6 separate regions of the Mus musculus genome follow, and all the other regions are linked to region 6. The links are chromatin contacts, called in public Micro-C and promoter capture Hi-C maps. All regions are on one chromosome and are shown on one strand. The core of a region is the stretch at or near the end of the contact, and the rest is flanking DNA. Distances in the headings are between cores, read along the strand shown.

Evidence for each region. Promoter capture Hi-C pulls out the DNA fragments that hold promoters and counts their contacts. Hi-C and Micro-C count contacts between places; a contact is called where the count stands out from the background. Capture Hi-C pulls out chosen DNA fragments and counts their contacts.
Region 1: a promoter capture Hi-C map of adipose tissue shows a contact between it and region 6. The contact joins the promoter of Mmp23 here to the promoter of Prkcz in region 6. A contact is called at or near these places in 6 of 39 promoter capture datasets (embryonic stem cells, hippocampal neurons, liver and 2 more), 1 of 484 Hi-C or Micro-C datasets (embryonic stem cells), 2 of 115 datasets of contacts at active chromatin or transcription factors (embryonic stem cells and memory CD8 T cells) and 3 of 9 other capture datasets (adipose tissue, liver and pancreatic islet).
Region 2: a contact with region 6 is called in a promoter capture Hi-C map of hippocampal neurons, with 4 times the contacts expected there. The contact joins the promoter of Morn1 here to the promoter of Prkcz in region 6. A contact is called at or near these places in 4 of 39 promoter capture datasets (cranial neural crest, frontonasal cranial neural crest, hippocampal neurons and 1 more), 6 of 484 Hi-C or Micro-C datasets (CD4 T cells, CD8 T cells, brain and 2 more), 11 of 115 datasets of contacts at active chromatin or transcription factors (the SCID.adh cell line, embryonic forebrain, embryonic stem cells and 6 more) and 4 of 9 other capture datasets (adipose tissue, embryonic stem cells, liver and 1 more).
Region 3: a Micro-C map of embryonic stem cells shows a contact between it and region 6, with 5 times the contacts expected there. The contact joins the promoter of Pex10 here to the promoter of Prkcz in region 6. A contact is called at or near these places in 3 of 39 promoter capture datasets (cranial neural crest, frontonasal cranial neural crest and hippocampal neurons), 1 of 484 Hi-C or Micro-C datasets (embryonic stem cells), 1 of 115 datasets of contacts at active chromatin or transcription factors (intestinal crypt epithelium) and 2 of 9 other capture datasets (adipose tissue and liver).
Region 4: a Micro-C map of embryonic stem cells shows a contact between it and region 6, with 1.9 times the contacts expected there. The contact joins the promoter of Hes5 here to the promoter of Prkcz in region 6. A contact is called at or near these places in 1 of 39 promoter capture datasets (pre-B cells) and 1 of 484 Hi-C or Micro-C datasets (embryonic stem cells).
Region 5: a Micro-C map of embryonic stem cells shows a contact between it and region 6, with 2.3 times the contacts expected there. The contact joins the promoter of Vwa1 here to the promoter of Prkcz in region 6. A contact is called at or near these places in 3 of 39 promoter capture datasets (embryonic stem cells, pre-B cells and trophoblast stem cells), 1 of 15 datasets of contacts at CTCF or cohesin (embryonic stem cells), 4 of 484 Hi-C or Micro-C datasets (the G1E-ER4 cell line and embryonic stem cells) and 1 of 115 datasets of contacts at active chromatin or transcription factors (embryonic stem cells).

Annotation. Positions count from the first base shown.
Region 1 is chr4:155,651,972-155,655,162 of GRCm38.p6, forward strand. Mmp23 (matrix metallopeptidase 23) reads right to left here and starts at 1,413. Exons shown (of 8, transcript NM_011985.3): 1 at 1,057-1,413; 2 at 478-614; 3 at 251-390; 4 at 14-181. The coding sequence starts at 1,209. Mib2 (mindbomb E3 ubiquitin protein ligase 2) reads right to left here. Exons shown (of 20, transcript NM_001369164.1): 19 at 3,134-3,191; 20 at 2,497-3,022. The coding sequence ends at 2,784.
Region 2 is chr4:155,085,236-155,088,369 of GRCm38.p6, forward strand. It overlaps Morn1 (MORN repeat containing 1), which reads left to right and starts at 1,342. Exons shown (of 14, transcript NM_001081100.1): 1 at 1,342-1,446; 2 at 2,186-2,257. The coding sequence starts at 1,371. Rer1 (retention in endoplasmic reticulum sorting receptor 1) reads right to left here and starts at 1,118. Exons shown (of 7, transcript NM_026395.2): 1 at 970-1,118.
Region 3 is chr4:155,065,526-155,068,823 of GRCm38.p6, forward strand. Pex10 (peroxisomal biogenesis factor 10) reads left to right here and starts at 1,505. Exons shown (of 6, transcript NM_001042407.1): 1 at 1,505-1,649; 2 at 2,298-2,378; 3 at 3,138-3,298. The coding sequence starts at 1,544.
Region 4 is chr4:154,959,601-154,962,855 of GRCm38.p6, forward strand. It overlaps Hes5 (hes family bHLH transcription factor 5), which reads left to right and starts at 1,323. Exons shown (of 3, transcript NM_010419.4): 1 at 1,323-1,449; 2 at 1,536-1,701; 3 at 1,792-2,771. The coding sequence starts at 1,396. The coding sequence ends at 2,075.
Region 5 is chr4:155,773,276-155,776,506 of GRCm38.p6, forward strand. It overlaps Vwa1 (von Willebrand factor A domain containing 1), which reads right to left and starts at 1,286. Exons shown (of 4, transcript NM_147776.4): 1 at 1,155-1,286. The coding sequence starts at 1,227.
Region 6 is chr4:155,360,017-155,363,144 of GRCm38.p6, forward strand. It overlaps Prkcz (protein kinase C, zeta), which reads right to left and starts at 1,412. Exons shown (of 18, transcript NM_008860.3): 1 at 1,136-1,412. The coding sequence starts at 1,206.

The DNA.
Region 1 (3,191 bases), core at 163-2,662, 290 kb after region 6:
GGAGTTGGGTCACCTTTCTTCCAACTGTAGCGTGTGGGGCCCAAGACCCAGTACTCGCTGTCATCAAAGTGAATGCCACCGTGGGGTGGGAAGAAAGCGTGGGCCAGTTCACCTGTGGGACCATCAAAGCAGTGGTGCACTGCAGAGACCAAGCAGTCGGTGTGGTTGACTGGGTAGAAACCTAAGAAAACACAAGGCTGCAATAATACCTGCGAGGCTGGGCGCGGTCGGGAGCTCTTCAGTTACCCACCTATCTTGAGGTCACTGGGACGTTCAGGGGCCACCTCACGGAAACTGAATGGGGAAACATCACTCCACATTCGAAAGGCAGCAGCCAGGCCCCTTCGCGTCTCTTCCGGGCTTAAAAGATTCCGGGGGAAGGAAAGAACTCTGTGGTGGAGGGCGGCGGTGATGTTAGAGTCAGTGTTGGTGTCTGAGTTATGACCTGACCACCCTCCTCGCTGGTCCAGGTGGCACCTGTATGTGAGGTTGAAGTGGTCCCAGCGCAGCCTGGCCGGTGTCAGCGTGTAGCGGCGTCTTCGGGTTACCGACATGGTCAACAGTCTGGGTACCTGGGCAGTGGAGCTGCCCACATTTGGCGCATCTACATTTCCCTTCATAGGGAGAAGTGAATGTGAGGAGGCCAGAGGAAAGTCTCTAGTGCCCGAGAGTTGTTATCAGAAGCAGACTTTAGGCAACGGGATAGAGGAAGCTGTGGATGAGCCCTCTATTAGGTTTTGGGCTTTAGGAGTTGAGCCAGCCATGGTGGCGCATGCCTTTAATCTCTGAGCGCAGAGGCAGATGGTCTACAGAAGTCAGCCCGGGCTACACAATGAAATCTTGGCTCGGGAAAACAAAACAAAACCTATTGGGAATGGGCAGAGTTGGGGATGGATGCGGTCTCCCACCTCCAGCGGCCGCTGGACACAATGACCCAAGATTCTCGGAACCAGGCACTCACATGCCATCCCACAAAGCCCCTCACACGCGGGCCCCACTGATACACCCTCAGATGCTGACCCGCTCCTCGCACTTACTAGCCTTTCGTCCTCTCACCTGAGCTGCCCTCCAGGCGGTCTCGGTCGGCGCCCCTAGCCACTCCAGCAACGCCAACGCGGAGAGAAGGCACAACCCGCTCAGGGCAGCCCCCAACCAGCGGCCCTGTACCGCGCCGGACGCCTCCGGACGGAGACAGGCCCGGCAGCCCATGGCAGACTCCAGTCGGGTTAGGGCCACAAGGGGCCGCGCGACGTAGGGACCTGGATCGCAGAGCTGGGGCGGAGTGGGAAGGGGATGGGCGGCGGACGGCTCGAGTTACAGCCCTATGGTGAAGAGAGGACCCGGCTGCGCTGGCTCAAATAAGGAACCGACTCGTTAAGTCTGGAACCGTCCGCATCCCCCGGTGCGATTCCAGGAACCAGGCCGAAGGGTCGGCGGCAGAGGCCAGAACACACCCTACAGTGTCGGGGGGTCTGTCAGAACGCGAGGCGCCGGGGCTCAGATTTGGGGTAGGGGCATCAATTGCTCCCCGCACCCACTGGTCGGAGTTGAATGACATTTGGCTTCCCCCCTCAACCCTCTGGTACCACAATGAAATTTGGGAGGGAAGCCTCGGTCCTGGACCGCAGTGACTGAGTGTAAGGAGCATACCCGCCAGAGGGGAGCGCAGAGCGAGGGGACGTGGCAATGAGAGCAGGGTGGCTGAGCGAGCAGAGAGGAAAGATGCCTCAGGAAAGACAAGGAGACCAGCGGGAGTCCTTAGGGCAACTGCTTTAACCAGAGGGTGCTCTCGTTGGTCCAGTGCAGGAAGTTTGGGGAAGGTGCCAGCACCTGGAATCCCTGCCTCAGAGGAGAGGGGATTAAGGCAACTGAGTCAGGAACTGAGTGTGGTGGTCTGGCGCGGTAGGGTTAGGAGGCAGGAGCTATGGTCCAAGGCCTGAAAGCTAGACCCGGCAGCTGATGGCTGTGCTGGGTGGGTACCGAATGAACGCGGCATGGCAACCGAAATTATGCCAGGCACAGCTGCGATCCCGGGACGGGACGGAGCTGACTGTGGGTGGGTGAGAGCAGGCGCAGGAGCCGGGGTTTTCTCCCTCCCAGTCTTCCACTCCGACCTTGGACCCTAGGTGACAGCAACAATGTACTTGGCCAGCAGAGTCAGAGCCAAGCAGCTGGAGTGCCCTGTGGCCCGTAATAGCTGCGCTGGAAGTTCTTGAAAAGGGTCAGCCATCTGCCCCCTCCCTTCCTTACTAAGTGTTTGTTCCAACAAGTGGACGGACCCTCTCTTGCTTCTTCACTCAGCCCCAACGTAACTGTCAAGAGCTTGGCGGCTTCCAACCCAACTCCCTCCTAGCCAGGACCCTCTCTAAGTCGTGTTGCTTTGACCAAAACCTTCACAGTTCAAGTCCTGCCCCAGAGGGGCGGAGGGAGTAATAGGCAAGGGGAAGAGCAAAGGGGGGTGGCCCTCTTATAGGGGCGATAGAAAAGCCACGTGAGCCTTTTGGAGTTTCCGGACGGACCATCTTGTGTCAAACCAAAGCCAGCGCGCACTTTTGGCGGGCTGCATCCTCATCCAGAGCGTTCCTGATCTCCAGGCAGTCTGGAGCCTGATGCCGGGCGGGGCGTGGGGTGGGGCCTGGGCAGCGGGGGAGGGGCGGTGAGGATCTCTGGGGCCTGCCCAACACCCTTAGGCAAGGAACAGGAAGCAAAGTCCGATAATCTTTTTATAAAATACAGGGGTTTTGAAGGAAGGTCTGCGATCAGCCACGGCGTGTGGAGTGCGCTCACACGAAGATCTGAATGCGGTCGCGGATGGGCTGGCGGCAGATGGGGCAGGCGTTAAGCGCGGCGCCACAGGGCGCGCACGCTCCATGGCCGCACTGGAACACCAGGCGGATGTGGCTGTCGATGCAGATGGGGCAGGTGATGCGCTCCTCCATCTGCCTGTAGCGGCTCTGTAGCTCCTCCACCAGTTGCCGAGGCGGGCCGGGCACCTGGATGGCATTTACCACCTCTGAGCCGTCTGTGGGATGAGGTGAGTGGGAATCAGCAACAGAAGGCGTGGAGATTAGGTGCAGGCCGGTGAGCACGCCACAGGACGAGGAGGGGCGGGGCCGAGCCCCACCCTACCCACCTGGGCGGAGCTTCTTGCTGATGACCACCTGGCACCTGATACACTTCTTCATCCTTCG
Region 2 (3,134 bases), core at 92-2,591, 270 kb before region 6:
AGTTGTTCCCTGTCAACCCTTCCAGACCCTGCCCCTCTGAGTCCTTCCCTCTCTGGGCCCCTCTCACCTTTGGGGGTGGGGTGGGAAATGATCATCTTGGATCATCCCCAGCCCTTTCTCTATGTTCTACCTCCACCGCAACCAGTTCCCCAACACACAACCTGGATCTAAGGGGCTGAGTATGGGTTTACTGATGCTCTTCTGAGCACCTTAATGAGGGTTAAAAAAAAAAAAAAAACTCACATCAAAAAAACAGGCAGTTCCAAGACGTATAACTAGTCTCTAAGTCTTCCCCCCGCCCCCAACAGGGTTGCTCCATGTAGACCAGGCTAGCCTCAAACTCACAGCCTCTGCCTCACATAAAGGCGTGCACCACCACCTCCTGGATAGTATCTGTTATTAAGAACTAAGAAAGAAAAGCCACTGGGGGTTCTCAATGTGGAAGTATGAAGCCCTCTTGCACTGATACCCTGCTAAGGGAGACAATGTAGCCTTATCTGCTCCACGCTGGAAGTACAGCCTGGAGGGCTGGACATTTTACTGCCTTAATGTCACCATATAATCTAGACCCATTTAACCAGCACCCCTTCGATCCATTCAGTAACTGTCTTCGCGCTCGGGCTTAATTCCTACACGTGTGCCCCGAAACTGAACACGGTAGTGGGGTAGCAAGAGGACACCTAACACATGCCGCCTGGATCTGTGCAGGCAACAACAGGCCACCTTCCTCCACGACCTGGGGCCGGGGGGTCGGGGCGGCGCGCGAGCCGCGGCGGGCAGCGCTCAGCAGTCCCCTCGCGCACCCCTCTCGGAGATCGGCCCGCCCCTGGCAACCCCTCGCCAGGCTCAAAGGCGCTGCCCGGCCCCGCCCGCCCGCCGCCCGCCGGCTCGCCCGTGGCCTTGACAGCCCAGAGGAAGGCGGTGGTGTGCCGCCCGACCAGGTCCGCGCCACCAGCCCACCCCCAGCACCTCGCAGCTCCGGTGCAGCCGAGCCGCGGTCTCCCTCACGGCTGCGGAAGGAGGATGGCGGGCAGGGCGGCCGCCAGAGCTCGGCTCCGGATCCGGGAAGCTGCACAGGCACTTCCGTTCCGTCCCGCGGCGCCTCCAGCCGCCAAGATGGCCGCGGGGCGGGGCCCAAGCTCCAACCATTTCCGCTTCCGGTATGGACGCAGAGGCCGTTGGCGGGAGCGCTTCCCGGCGGAAGGACGGGGTTGGCGGAAACGTGCCGTGGTGCACAGGCGCATTGACGTCCTCAGGCTCCGGATCCGGCGCCGCTGCTTCGGATGTTATGGTCTCCTGGCCACGCCCCATGGCAACCGGAGGCCAATGGAAGGCAGCTTTATGGTTGCTAGGGAAACTTTGGCGGCAAGATGGAGGCAGCTGGCGATCCCTACCAGGCTTCGCTCCAGCCGCGTCGGCACTCGCCGAGACTGCCGCCGCGAAACGGTACGGGCTGCGTCTCCCCGCTGGAGCTCCGTCGCGTTCGCGTGCTCCACAGGCGTGGTCCAGGCTGCAGGCTCACGGCCAGCCGACCCTGCGTCAGGGGGGGCAGGTAGAGCTGAGGTCAGGCTGGCTGGGTGAGCACACGAGGTTCGCCCAATGCAGTCTGATGAAAAGTTGTTCTAAAACCGGAGAAACAGGATCGATATGAGGTCAGAGTCCATGCTAGTGCCACTGTCTTCCCGTCCCAGGCTGCGACTTGCTGGCAAGAAAGCAGTGGGGTTGCTTATCCATCTCAGGAACTGAGAGATGGGTGTTGGGTGTGATGTCTCAGAGCTGGCTGCGTGATAAAAGATGAGGCAGCCAGGAGTAATTAGGAGTGAGTGTGGATTTTTGTCCCGTGGGGACAGGAGGATAGTGACGGTCCTGGCAGGGTGGGCTCTTTGCTGTATCCTCACGGAGCTTGTTGACTGCTTCCGTGCCCTCACCGCCTCCTCTTAAAGAGCCTACAATCAGCTTTTGTCTTAGCCCTCCTCTGGCCAGGCCTGCCTTTCCCTCAGTACTATCCATGTAACAAAACCCAAGCAAGGGAGAGGGAGCACCCATCTTGAGCAATTAACCATCCTGTCATGTTCAAGAGACTGATGAGAAATGACCTGCAGACTACTCCAGACCCTGAGCTGCCCCATCTCTGTGTCTGTTGATGGCAAACCATTGCTATGTTCATCTTCTTTTCCGAACACAGGCTATGGCGTATATGTATACCCAAATTCTTTCTTCCGCTATGAAGGAGAATGGAAGGGAGGCAAGAAACACGGTAAGAAGCCTGTGATCATTGCAGAGCTCATTCCAGAGCCAGATTCCTGAGAAAAGGTGTGGGAGGCAGTCAGTCTTGTACCAAGCATAGCCTGGTACTGCGCCTGCACACTGGGACTACCACTTGGACCCAGTCATGGTGGAACCAATGTAAGACCAATTCTTGTAGGCTTGGAGGTCATCACATGCTGGTGGGTGGTGGAACTATTGGTGGGAGGGAAAGAGTGGGGCAGTAGACCCAGAGTGTCACACACAAACACCATCATGGCGTCCTGCATGCTTGTTATTGGACATCCAGGCCTCTAATCATCAGCCTTAGTGTCTCTGTATTCAAAAAAAAAAAAAAAAAAAAAAAAGGTAAACATGGGCACGAAAGAACCCTGTTCTCTCGTGTCTGTGAGCATTCCAGTTTATAGAATATACCACCAGACAAAGGCCAGGCGATGTGGAGGTTTTGCTGTGAGACATTATTGAATCTGTTGATTCCTGGGGAAAGGCAGCTGTGTTCTTAATAGGCTGCCTCCTGTTGCCTCTCTTACAACATGGAGGCTCTGCTGTGTTTTCCCAAGCTAGAGTTAATGGAAGCGAGGTATCAGGCTTTGTTTCTAATAAGAAAGAAATCAACTCCGGAGGCAGAGGCAGGGGGATCTCTTCAGTTCAGGGCCAGTCTTTTTTTTTTTTTTTTTAAGATTTATTTATTTATTATATATAAGTACACTGTAGCTGTCTTCAGACACACCAGAAGACGGTGTCAGATCTCGTTACAGATGGTTGTGAGCCACCATGTGGTTGCTGGGATTTGAACTCCGGACCTTTGGAAGAGCAGTTGGGTGCTCTTACCCACTGAGCCATCTCACCAGCCCAGGGCCAGTCTTAAT
Region 3 (3,298 bases), core at 255-2,754, 290 kb before region 6:
CGTATAAATAAATAAATCTTTAAGAAAAAAAAAAAAAAAAAGAAAACAGAGTGGCCAGAGCTGGCAAACGACATCAGGCAGGACAACAAAACCCACAGCGTGTATGACTTTAGAATTAGTTGTTGAGCTGGGCAGTGGTGGCTCACACCTTTAATCCCAGCACTTGGGAGGTAGAGACAGGCAGATTTCTGAGTTTGAGGCCAGCCTGGTCTACAAAGTGAGTTCCAGGACATCCAGGGCTACACAGAGAAACAGGAGCCTGGCCTTTCTGTCCTCCATCCTTGAAGCAGGAGGAAGAGTTTACAAGGAGAAAGTCACAAGGCTCAGTCTTAGGATCCTTGTGCTTCAGAAGGCAAGGGGTGGGAGGTGGCAAGGGCCGTATGCCCCTTCCGTAAGCAAGAGCTCTCGCTCTACCTCCACCGCAGAGTTCTGGAACCCTGAAACACTGAAGCAAAGGGGGACTCCAGGCCACATGGTCATCCGAGAATCCAGAGAACTGATCTACAATGATGTCACTACTCATCTTGCCCTTCCACTTTCTCTCCTCACTGAAAAGCCTCTTGTTTCCCTGATCTGTGCAGGATCTGTTTGGGTTAACAAGCTCTAGCAGCCCAAGCTAGTAGAAAAGATGGGCTGATAGCTCCACCTGCTGGCCATCTTGGGTTTTGTCCCATAGGAAGAATCCTTGAGAGCCCACAAAGGAAGAACTTGAGGATCAAGGCACCGCTGTGCCTAGGATTTAAGCCCACGGAGAGAGACGCTTACTTAGGCCGTATCCCTGAGAACAACAGATACTTGAATAGTGTTTCTGGTCTTGTTCCCCATGGCTGAGAGAAGAGAATGCAAAAAAGCAGTCGCGTGTAAGGAGCAGTCCAGGCGGGGACACTTAGAACAGGCCATACCCCATGGTTATGGTAGAAATGAGCTTCCAAGTTTGAAAAGTCTTCCAGCACAAGCGGCCTTGGGCCTTCAGAGAATCTACATTTCAAACTGTCACATTTGATTTGGCTAGAAGTTCATGCCTCTGCATGAGCCGTGACTGCCTCCTAGCAGTGGTCAAAGGTGCTATCTGGGATTGCCCAACCCAAGCTGAAGAAACCAGGGCATGGGCAGGGAGGAACTCCAACAACTGGAGCCTTCAGCAGTCCGTTGGAATCACGTGGCTATCCCAAAAGATCCACTTTTGCAGCCCAGAGACACGTACCTCCTGCCAGAAAACTGAACCTGAATCAGGCCAAAAACACATCTGCGAGGCTGAGCTTTCTCGGGGGTCCTACCCACTAGGTATCTACCTCCTCCCTGTCATTACCCGCCACTTCACTGTGCCGCTTCACCCTCCAAGCACAGACCACACCCCTCCCCGGGTAGCCCCACCCCTATGTCGTGGACACGCCCACTACTCCGCCTCCACAGATGTCACGCCTAGGCTCCGCCTTCGCCCGCGTGGTGTTCGCAGCCTCAGCCCCACGACGGACGCACGTCGAGCGTCACAGGCCCCGCCCACGAGGTGCGCAGGCGCGGTGCGAGCTCTGCGATTCGGGCCATGGCGCGGGCGGGTGCCCCTGAAGTGATCCGGGCAGCGCAGAAGGACGAGTACTACCTGGGAGGCCTGCGGAGCGCGGCGGGTGAAGCGCTGCACAGCCTAGCGGGTGAGCGTTCCGGGCACCCAGACAGGCGGCAGCTCCAGAGTTTGCTTGGAAAGCGGGGATCAAAACAGAGGTACACACTGCTGACCACATTGCAGGTCTCTGCTTTAGTGTTTCTCAAGCATTTGCCCATTTATTCTCCAGACGCCCCTACAGGGTGGACCTAACGTCATTACTCTCATAGGTAGACACGTGGATCACACAGGCAGGGATTTGGGATTTCAGAGAGCCGAGGTTTGATACTAAACAGGTCGCCTCTGGCTTATGTTGTTAGCACTACCTAGACTTTCCTGGGCTCCATGTCTCTAGGACAGTACCTGACTCAAGACAGTTACAGTCGGGGCTTCTTAAGAGGCGGTCTTCGTCTCGGAGACATTCCGGTCACCAAGGGCAGCAGAGGAGGTGAAGGGAGAGACGAGTTGTTGAGGGTCGTCTTAGGAGTGACTTGACTTGGACTTTACCTGCCCTTCGGGAGTGACAGGGTTTCTCTGTGTAGCCCTGGCTGTCCTGGAACTCACTCTGGTCAGTCTGGACTCGAAATCTCTGCCTCCCAAATGCTGGGATTAAAGGCGTGTGCCACCACTACCCGGCTGGGAGTCATCTTAAGAGAACCACTTCACCTCTCTAGAGCTAATATTTTTCTTCTCTCAGGTGCAAAGAAATGGCTGGAATGGAGGAAAGAGATCGAGTTGCTCTCGGACATAGCCTACTTTGGCCTCACCACAATTGCAGGTAGCTGTCTGTGCTCGGCAGGTCCTGGGCACTGAGGGGCCCACAACCCACCCAGGTCTGGAGGGGATGCTTGAAGGCTCCTGGAAATCACCTGCATTAGTCTCTGTTTCCGGGAAGGAAGATACTGGCCAGAGGGCACTCACTGCCCCAGACTTTCTCTCAGCAGGATGGGCTTTTCCATTTATGGGGTACGAGGCAGATAAAAAGGAAGAGGCTATCGAGTGGGGGGAAGGGTACGAGCAGGGTCATGGTGAGACACATGGAAAGATCACAAGGTACTCCACAGGGCTGGCCTCAGGAACAGGAAGTCAGGATTCATCGTCTGCATGGTGGAGTACTAGAAGCTAGCTGCAAGCCATGGGTAGGCTTGGGGGCTTTTTATTCTGACTCCATGTGACAGCGTCAGGTAAGCAGTGGTATGTATGCCTGATACTTAGGACTCAGCCATCATCTAGAAGGTAGAAAGCCACAAGATCGGATCCCATCACTTGGACAGGGGTATGAGTTCAGCAGAGGAAGGACTGGAAAACAGAATAAAGACTTAAGGGAGTAGGAACCAACAGGAGATGCAAGGCCCATTCCAGAGTGGCCGTCTCTGTGACATGGTGAAATCACAGCAAGGCCACAGTGGGTTTAACAAGAAGTTGTGCTGGCCTTGGCTAGGTCTCAGGGTGACTGGTGAGGCTGGAGGGGGGACGACGACACAGGCTGGCCCGGAAACTTGTCCCTGGACCCTCATCACTGTGTATTAATCCTCAGGCTACCAGACCCTTGGGGAGGAGTACGTTGGGATCATCCAAGTGGACCCATCCCAGCAGCGTGTGCCCTCCAGGCTCCGCCGTGCAGCGCTGGTTGCACTGCATGCTGTCTTGCCCTACCTGCTAGACAAGGCACTGCTGCCCCTGGAGCAGGAGCTGCAA
Region 4 (3,255 bases), core at 73-2,572, 400 kb before region 6:
GACATGGCTGACATCCATCCAGAGAACCTGGTTTCATTCCACACTGGCTATTGTGCTCTGATGCCAGCCTCCTGGTTTGGGCCTGGCTAGGTCTTAGGTTGACCCTAGGAGGAAGCACGGGGCCTTATCTCCTCCCTCAGCCCCTGCAGAGTATTGGGGAAATAGTACAGGTTCCAGATGGAGGGACGCTCCTACATGGCCATCCCCTAGGTGTCTAGGGTGTGACTAGTAAGGTCACCTGGTTAGGAACCACGGTTATCAGTTCTTACAAAGAGGCCCATCCACACTGGCACAGCATTCATATGGGGGCTTATTTTTAGGTCTCCCACCTTCTACCTGCCAACACAAAATGCTGAATGAAACTGGAACACACACACAGAGGCATGCACGCGCGCGCCCGCACGAGCTGAGGGGGATGTCATGAGAGGAGTTAAGGGCAGCCATGGTTTCCTAAAAGCCACGCGGGAGTAGTGATCACGGACAGCATGAAGGAGGCACGGTCCTCCTGTTTCAGAGATGCATGTGGCACCTGGTGACACAAGAGCAGTCCAGATACCCTGTGGGTTCAGGGGTTCCTGAGGGCTTCCTAGGTATGGGGCTTTGTGCTAGGCATTATCCAAAGCAAATTCAGCTAGCCTAGAAGTACGCTTGGCAGGCTCCGCGCGTGGCCATTTCTAGCTGCGGAGAAGTCACTCCTCTCAACTGACAGAACTGGCAATAAAGCGCCTAAATTCTAAATACATGAGTCCCTCTCTCATCCTGTACCTGCGAATGGCATGGCGGCAGCATCTGTTTGAGAGAATGTGGCCCACTTTAACCCACTGTGCCTGTGGGCAACAGGTCCCAGCTGGGGAGGGTGCCCACTCCTCTGGAAGTCGCTGTCTGTTCATTGTAAAACTCTCATTTCTCTGCGCCTGTGGCCTCTGCCAGCCAGCGGTGGGGAGCCTCTGGGGAGTGGGAGGGAAGAAGGGAGAGAAGGGGGGGGGAGAGCACTCCTTCCTGCCCTCCCCACCTCCCCGCGGCCTGGGAAAAGGCAGCATATTGAGGCGCGGGGCTCTCAGCATCAGGCCCCGGGATGCTAATGAGGGCGAGCGCGTTCCCACAGCCCGGACATTGTGCCGCGCGGCCCACCTGCTCCTCGGGGAGCGACCATTGTGCCCGCGCCAATTCACAGGCAATTTAGCGTGCGCTAATGGGCCGGCGCCTTTGTGCGGCCGGCGCCGCCATTGGCCGCCGAGTGTGGGAACGGCCGCGGCGCCCGGACCCCAGGCGCCGGGCCGCTGCCCGCGCCTATATAGGGCTGGCGTGCTGGGGTCCAGGTCGCGCCAGTCCGGGACGCCTGGCTCTGTCCGCTCCGCTCCGCTCCGCTCGCTAATCGCCTCCAGAGCTCCAGGCATGGCCCCAAGTACCGTGGCGGTGGAGATGCTCAGTCCCAAGGAGAAAAACCGAGTAAGTGCAACTCGCCCGGCGCGCGCCGTCCGGTTCCCCCGGGGCCTCCGGCGTCCGCCGCCCACCTGACGCCTCTCCTCCCGCAGCTGCGGAAGCCGGTGGTGGAGAAGATGCGTCGGGACCGCATCAACAGCAGCATAGAGCAGCTGAAGCTGCTGCTGGAGCAGGAGTTCGCGCGGCACCAGCCCAACTCCAAGCTGGAGAAGGCCGACATCCTGGAGATGGCCGTCAGCTACCTGAAACACAGCAAAGGTGAGCCCGGCGCCTGCGCCCGCCTCCTGCTCCCGGCCGATGTGGCTCCCACCGCGCGCGCCCCACTCATGCCGCTTCGTCTCCCCACAGCCTTCGCCGCGGCCGCCGGCCCCAAGAGCCTGCACCAGGACTACAGCGAGGGCTACTCCTGGTGCCTGCAGGAGGCGGTACAGTTCCTGACCCTGCACGCCGCCAGCGACACGCAGATGAAGCTGCTTTACCACTTCCAGCGGCCCCCAGCTCCCGCCGCTCCTGCCAAGGAGCCCCCGGCGCCCGGAGCTGCGCCCCAACCGGCCCGCTCCTCCGCTAAGGCTGCTGCTGCTGCGGTCTCCACCTCGCGCCAACCCGCCTGCGGCCTCTGGCGGCCCTGGTGACCCAGCGGCCGACCGGTGCCTGGAGCGGACCAGAGGATGAGCTCGTTCCTCTGGATGTGGGAAGACATTCCCCAGCCGCAGTTCAGCCCCAGGTTGGCCGCTACCTTCTTCCGAAGGCTCCCTCCTCCGGCTGGCTGGCCAGCAGGAGGGTCATTCTTAGAGAATGTGTGTGCAGAGTTGTCATTTGGGGATAATCAGGGCCCACCCTCTGCCGCCCGTCCGACCCCGTGGGGTTGTTTTGTGTTTGCATTTCAGCAAGTGACTTCTGCGAAGTTCCTGGTCACCACCGGGGGTTCTATGATATTTGTAGAGTCGGGGGTTGGCTCACCCCAGCCCGTAGAGGACTTTCTTCAGGGCCCGTTGCTGCTGGGCAAGCACCCTGCAGGCGGGCTGTGCCCTGGGCACATTTGCCTTTTGTGAAGGCGGAACTGCAGGTGTTTCCTCATAGGAAAGCACTCAGCCTGCGTGGGCGTAGGGCCCATGGGGCCTCACCTCAAGGTCCACATGGCCTTGGCTGTCTGATGCGCGCTCACAGTGGGCTGTCTGGGAGGGTGGGGTCTCCACGATGATCCTTAAAGGATTCCTTTGTATGGGTGGGTGCATGTGGGCACGATTTTGTACTTAGAATTTGAACTCTTGGTCATGTGGGAGAACACAGGCTGTTCTGAAGGCTTCTAATAAAATATCAAGCCCTCCATGTCTGTGCCTCTCGTCTGTCCTTAGCAGCCTAGGGGCAGCCTGCCCGGTGACCGGAGGTGGAACAGTGGGATCTACCATGTTCACAGTGAAACCGGGATCAGGAGGAGTGCTTGCTGGTGGTCCTCTGCCATAGAGGAAAAAGGGAGGGCAGGAGGTGGAGAGGAGAGGGGCATACAGAGCTGTTGTTGCTCTCATGGTGAACAAGACCTGGGTGGCCGCTGGGGGTTTCTGCTAGCTCCCAGGTCAGGGTAGGGGAAGAGATCCTAACAACTGTAGACTCTCTGCTTTGTCCACTGAGAGGAAGCTGAGGGCCTCAGTGGACCTCTTGCTGCAGCAAGAGGCTCGGCTGTGCCGAACCTGAGAAAGTATCTGTTCTAGCTCCCGCTTCCCCTTAGTTCACCTGCTTAGGCGATTCATAAATGCCCTCCCTTCCACAGAGCGACCAGGGCCAGGACTGACCCATTCCATTCAAACTATGAGC
Region 5 (3,231 bases), core at 36-2,535, 410 kb after region 6:
AAGACAAGGGGTTCAGTCAAGGTAGCCCTGCCAGGCACCCCCTTGCCCAGGGCAGAACCACCCCCAAAGGTCTGAACTTTCTTTAAGCACATGCTTGCTTGCCTTTGCCCAAAGATACAGGTAGAGAATCTTCAGAATGGGGCTATAAATGCCAACAAAAGGCCCACACTCTCCTCTGGTTCCCAACTGTACAATGTCCATGTACCCAGGGCATCCTGGGCTGTCCCCGTGCTCCTTTAGTAGGTAAATGCTGACCCTTGTCCTCAATAGACACTGCATGCAGGTAGAACATTCTGTATTCAGGAGGGGCCTGAGCCACATGCAATGCTTCCCTGATACTTGATTTTCAGAAGGGACACCTCTAGGATGAAGTTAAGTGAGGTTATTCATCTTCCAGGTGAAGCAATGGACTCTGAGCCCATGGGACAACAAGAGAGGATGGGAGAGCAAAAGTGAAGAGATGGGGAAGACCACACACTGAACAGCCCTTCCTGCCCATAAGAGGGCCAGACTGGAGTCCTGACTGGTTACAGATGACATCACCCCTCCCCTCCCCTGGCCCCCATCCCCTGCTTCATCTGTACCAAGAAAGCAGGATATACCCATCCGCAGCAGCCTGAGGACCCAACCATTGTCTAGCGAGCCTTCCCTTTTATCCCCTTTTCTTCCTGCCCAGCCGGCTGAGGTACTGATGAGACCTTCCATCACTAAGACTCAAATACGCAACAGCTCTCAAGTGCCTGGATTTAGTCCTGGCTTTGGGGTTTCCCCCTCATGGTGTGGCCATTCCAATATTCTTACCTCCTTTCTACTGAGGGACCTTTCAGAGGTAAGGAAACTGAGTCAGGGAGACCTCTTAAACATCTTTCTCCACAATCCATGTCTGAGGTGCGGGGTGGGACGGGACGGGGGAGGGGGATGGAGTGGGGGGGACCGTAGCCTCAGGCGCTCCAAGTCCAGCTCTAGCTCAGTTGAGTCACCAAGAATGTCTCCGAGCGCCCACCGCAGGTGGCTGAGGTGCTGGCGTGTGCCCCACCCGCTCCCCCGGCCTTCCCACCTACTGGTTCGGCGGCTGCACCTGGACAGTTCATGACCCGCGTGGGCAGCAGCGGATCGGCTATGAAGAATTGGAATCCGGGTTTCACCACACTTACCGCGCTCTATGCTGCTCCGCGCCAATGCCAACCGCAGACTCAAAGCCATGCTGAACGCAGTCCAGAACAGCATCGCGCCTGGAGTGGCGGGCTCTTGATCGACCACAGCTGGCTGCTAACTTGCCCTCCTACCGTGAGTCAGGCCCCACCCACCTCGGAGAAGCCACACCCACTCGCGGCCACTCCTGCTTGGGAGGCGCGTGCACTCAGTCGCTCGCGCAGAGGCCAATCTGCACAGACTGCACGGTGATGCATGCCATAGCGGTCCCGGACTTGCGGTGACACGCAGCAACCACAAAGGCATATAGGTGTGGGCGTGTGCTGACAGACATTCCCATCTCTCTTTTGCAGGCGGCAATATGTGTTGTCCATATTCTCCTCCTCACTCCTCCTCCCCTACTCCTTAGGGTTCCCCCCCCCCCCGCACCCCGCAGTTGCTGATCTGCAAAGCTCCTGAAGACAGGAGAGCCTTACAAGACAAAAGAACCTTAGAAGTGGGGCTATACAAAGAAGCAACCTTCTCTCAACAAGGACCCAATTTGGCTATAAACTGGAGGAGCAGCCGGCTTTCTCCAAAGACTTGAAAGCAATGACGCAGCCCTCAGAGGAGACAGGAGCATATGAGAAGCTTCTTACAGAATGAAGAGCCTCCACCTTGCCAGAACTCTCACCTGAATTCTTGGAGGAAAAGACACAGTGGCCTATTGCTGTCCTATGTACTACCCAAACAGGGCTCCAGGGCTACACCCAGGTCAGACCCCAGCAGGATTAGAGACCCACTGGCCATCTAAAGTTGGGTCCTGCAGTCAGTGCTAAGCCCAGACCAAAGGAAGCTGTCTACAAGTGTTGTTCACAGGACATTGAGCCCTTCAGAAGGGCTGCACAGACCGCGGCCCTTAAGATGCTTTCCTGTAAATAATTATAGTATTTGGAATGGAGGCCCACATAGGAGGGGGTGTTGTCTGGCAGGATGTCTCCTCCCTTCCCACTCTCAGCAAGAGGATGCTCAGCAGGGAGGACGGATGGGACTCAATGGTTTTACTTCCTCCATTTCTGGCAGGTGAGACACTGTGGGGCCTTGAGGACTGTGCCTGAGCTCTGCTTTGCCTAAAAAAGGAAGCAATACAGCTGAGCCTGAGAAGCTAGCTGCAGGAACAAGTAAGAGCTATGTCCTGCTGCCGTCCCCCACCCCGTTGCCGGGAATCTTGGCACTGGGTGTTGGCTTCACTCCACAGACCTCAGGCCTCTGAATGGACCAGAAAGTTCTCGATGCTTCTGCCTGAGCCTTGAGGATGAGAGCAGTGCATGTGAGTCCCTCAAAGACTGTGGACACCAACAACCTCCAGCTCCAGATACATTGTTGCATTGTGAATAAGCAGAGGACACAGGGTATCCAGAAGAATCTTATTATGTCAGGCTTGCTCTGCCAGGGAGCTGGGTCTTAGAGGAAGGAGAGGCTCATAGCCCTCAAGCCTACAGTCATACCTCAGTCTGCCCTATTTCCAACCCTTCTGGAAAAAATGATCAGGTCTTCTTGGCTGTGACTCAGGGAAGTAGCTTTCTCTTTCCTTTGGCCTCACCATCAGATGGAGAGAGCACAAGAGACCCAGTCTCCACCAAGCCCTATCCAAACTGGGCTCAACCTGCCGGACTTGGGCTCAGGCCAAGTTGCTTCTGCTGCCAAATTCCTTGGGACACCCTTTCTATCATCCATATCTCCTGCTCAGCCACCAGAAAAATCTTATCCTTTTGTCTTGCAGTGTTTCCCCACCTTCAGACAACACACAGACGCCAGGCAGTGGTGGCGCATGCCTGTAATCCCAGCACTTGGGAGGCAGAGGCAGGTGGATTTCTGAGTTCGAGGCCAGCCTGGTCTACAGAGTGAGTTCCAGGACAGCCAGGGATACACAGAGAAACCCTACCTCAAAAAACAAAAAAACAAAAAGAAAGAAAGAGAGAGAGAGAGAGAGGGAGGGAGGGAGGGAGAGAGAGAGAGAGAGAGAGAGAGAGAGAGAGAGAGAGAGAGAGAGAGAGAGAACTCACAGACATCAAAAGGGCTATGGGACTTGCCAAGGAT
Region 6 (3,128 bases), core at 162-2,661:
CCAGAAACCCGCCTCCAAATCCAGGACCACCAGAAGTTGGCCTGAGGCTGAAAAGAGAATCTTCTACCCAGGCAAGGAACCACTTCCAAAGGACCAGTCACTTGTCTCTGTGGCTGGGACCGGCCACTCTGTAAAACTCCTAGGAATGCTGAGAGCCCAGTTCAGCCACAGGACCAGCATTCCACTCCACTCCCTTTCTCCTTCCCAAGAGCAGCGACCCTCGACCCTTGACCCTTGACCTGGGAGTACCCAGGCTGGTTCCAGGACACACAGCACCTAAGCAAGAAGCTGTCAAAGCCTTAGGCCTCTACCCTCTTCTGTCTACACAATCAGGGGCAAGATTATGGGATTCTCCGACCCAGCCTGGGCGAACCAGCCACCAGAAAACCAACACCATCACTCCGCTCTCATCACTCAATGCTCCTGGACAACCATACTAACCACTGTCATGCCCCTATCGGTCCCCTCCCCACTCCACCCTCTCCCTCCCGGAAAACAAGGCGGAATCCAGGGCTAAGGGCCGAGGCCAGCCCCCAAAACCACCTCCAGGAATGTGACGGAAAAGACCATCATCCCTGTCCTAAAAAACAGGGCAAGACTATTCTGGAGAGCTTCAAAAAGTTCTGTCCCCCGTCCCCCCCCCCCCCCCCCGAACCAAAGCTGCGAAAATGTGCTCTGGTGTTCCCACAACTTCAAGCATTCTTGTGCGTGCCATGGATCAAAGGTTTTCCTTACACTTAAACAGCGGCCAATTTGAATAATCTTGGGTGTGTTGGGTTTGTTGTTGTTTTTTTTTTTTTTTTTTTTTACTTTTTTTTTTTTTAATGCACCAGAGGTTTTCACAATCTGATGAAAACTTTTATAGACCATGCAAGTTTGTCCTTAAAGTCCCTGACTGAGACCAAGGCTAGGAGCGCAACAACACCTGCCTGCTGTGTGCGCCCAGAGAGAACTAGCTAGGCGGAGTGCGCCCCGCCCTCGAGGTTTCCCTCGGGCCACATTGAAGGGCGCCACCGCAGCTCCCGGGGCGCCTCGTCGTCGCCTCCCTGCCTCCTTCGCGCGCAGCACCCCGACAGCCCCGAAGTTCCACCGCCGCGCAACCCGCTTTGCCCGCTGTCCGGCGCTGCGCGCTCACCCGCCGTAGTGCGCCTTCAGACGGACGCGGCCGCCGCTCCGGTCCATCTTGGGGTCCGTCCTGCTGGGCATGGCGCACTCAGCCAGCCGCCGTCAGCGCTGCTTCCAGGGCGCTCCGGCCATGGCTAGCGGCCCCGGAGAAGGGCCGGGTTGCCAGGCGGGGCAGACGGCGGAACGCGGAAGGGAGCGCGCGGAAGGGAGCGCGCAGCACGGGACAGACGGCACCCGCCTCGCCAACTCCGCGGAACTTGGGCGGTGCGCGGAGCTGGGGGCACACTGGATGGGGGCGGAACCTGGCCATCGAGACGGCCAATCCACGAGGCGGGAGGCACCTGTGGCCAATGAGGGCTCCCCGGGGCCGCCACCTGGGCCAATCCTCGGGGGGCCGCGCGGCCGCGGCCCAATAACCAGAGTGCAGGATGAACTACCTGTCGGGCGCGGCCCTGGGCCAATGGGAGCGCGCACGTAGTGGCTTTGCCCGGCAACGGGCGGCGACCCGAATAGTCCAGGGACAGTCAGGCCACTCCGCCCCGTGCTTCTGAGTCTGCTGGGTCTGTTGTGCTGAAAGCCGGGCAAACTTTTTGGAGGTGCGGGTTGTCCGATGTTTTCAGACCTTCGGAGTACGAACTCCAGCTGTCCGCAGCGTCCCCGAGGTTGCGAGGAGCTGAGCAACTCCTCAAAGTGCGAGCTGGTCTGGCCCTCCGGTCCCAGCCCTCCCAACTTCAGGGGCATCCCGCATCCCCAGCCAGGAGGGCCTGTCTTTATTCGCCGCCTCTGCACCAGTTAGCTTCTCCGCCGAACAGATCTGGAGAATCGTAAGGTCTTCTTAGCCCTTCGCTTTACATTCCACACGCGTGCCTGGTTCTTCTTGGTGCCAGGCACTGAGGTGACGCTGGAGGGCTGAAAAGACGCAGCGGCCCTGATCTTACATCCCGCGTTCTCTCTAGAAGACACCTATTGGCAGCCACCTGGTCATCTTCAGATGCCTTTTTGTTTGTTTTGTTTTTTGAGACAGGCTTTCTCCGTAGCTCAGGCTGCCCTAGAGCTCTCTCTGTAGACCAGGCTGGCCTTGACCTCAGAGATCCACCTTCTTCTCGCTCCCAAGTGCTGGGATTAAAGGCATATGCCACCCCCGCAGGCTTTAAGTGGCTTTTAAACACTTTAATCTTAAAAATAATTTTTAAAAAAATGGTGGCATGCCTACAATCTCAATATTAGAGAAACGGAGGCTGTAGCCAGCCCGGTAATCCCCAGTAATGCCTCAGATAATTTTTCAAAACCCTTTGAACTCAAACCTGGTTCTCTGCACCTCTGTAGCTTCTGTCATGGCTATTAGCACTCCTTGTCCTCACCCGCCCAGGCTCCTAAGTGCTGAGATTCCAGATGTGTGTCACACTGAGTTCACAGACATATTTTTGTTTATTTTAGCGTTGGGAAATGGACGAAAGTTTTTATTTTAGGTGTATGACTGTTGTTTTGCCAGCATGTGTAGTCCTGTGTATTTGCACACCTCATGGGTGCAGTGCCCTGGAGAGGTTAGAAGAGCTCTGGGCTCACCCTGGAACTGGAGCAAGTTGTGAGATGCCATGTGGGTGCGTGGCAGGTCCTCTGCAAGGTAGCTGGTGAACCCTTAATCCTCCTGCCACACAGTCTTCCAAGCGGTTAAAATGACAGCCTGAGTTAGGCTGTGCTGCTTGGACTTTTACTTACTTTTCTGCTTGTCTGGTTGTCTGTCTCTGTGTAGCTATGTACCTGTGTATCCCATGCTGTCCTGGAACTAACTCTGTAGTCAAGGCTAGTCTCAAGCTCAGACTGCTTGTCTTCCCCCGCCCCCGCCCCCGCCCCCCCCAACATGCCGAGATTAAAGGCGTGCTCTACCATGTCCAGCTTAACCCTTAACAGCAACAGATTCAGCCAGGGTGTTGTTCTCCAAGGCTATGTCTACCTTTCTCTGGTCACAGCCTTTACATTTTACTTTTTATTGTTTTCGTTTG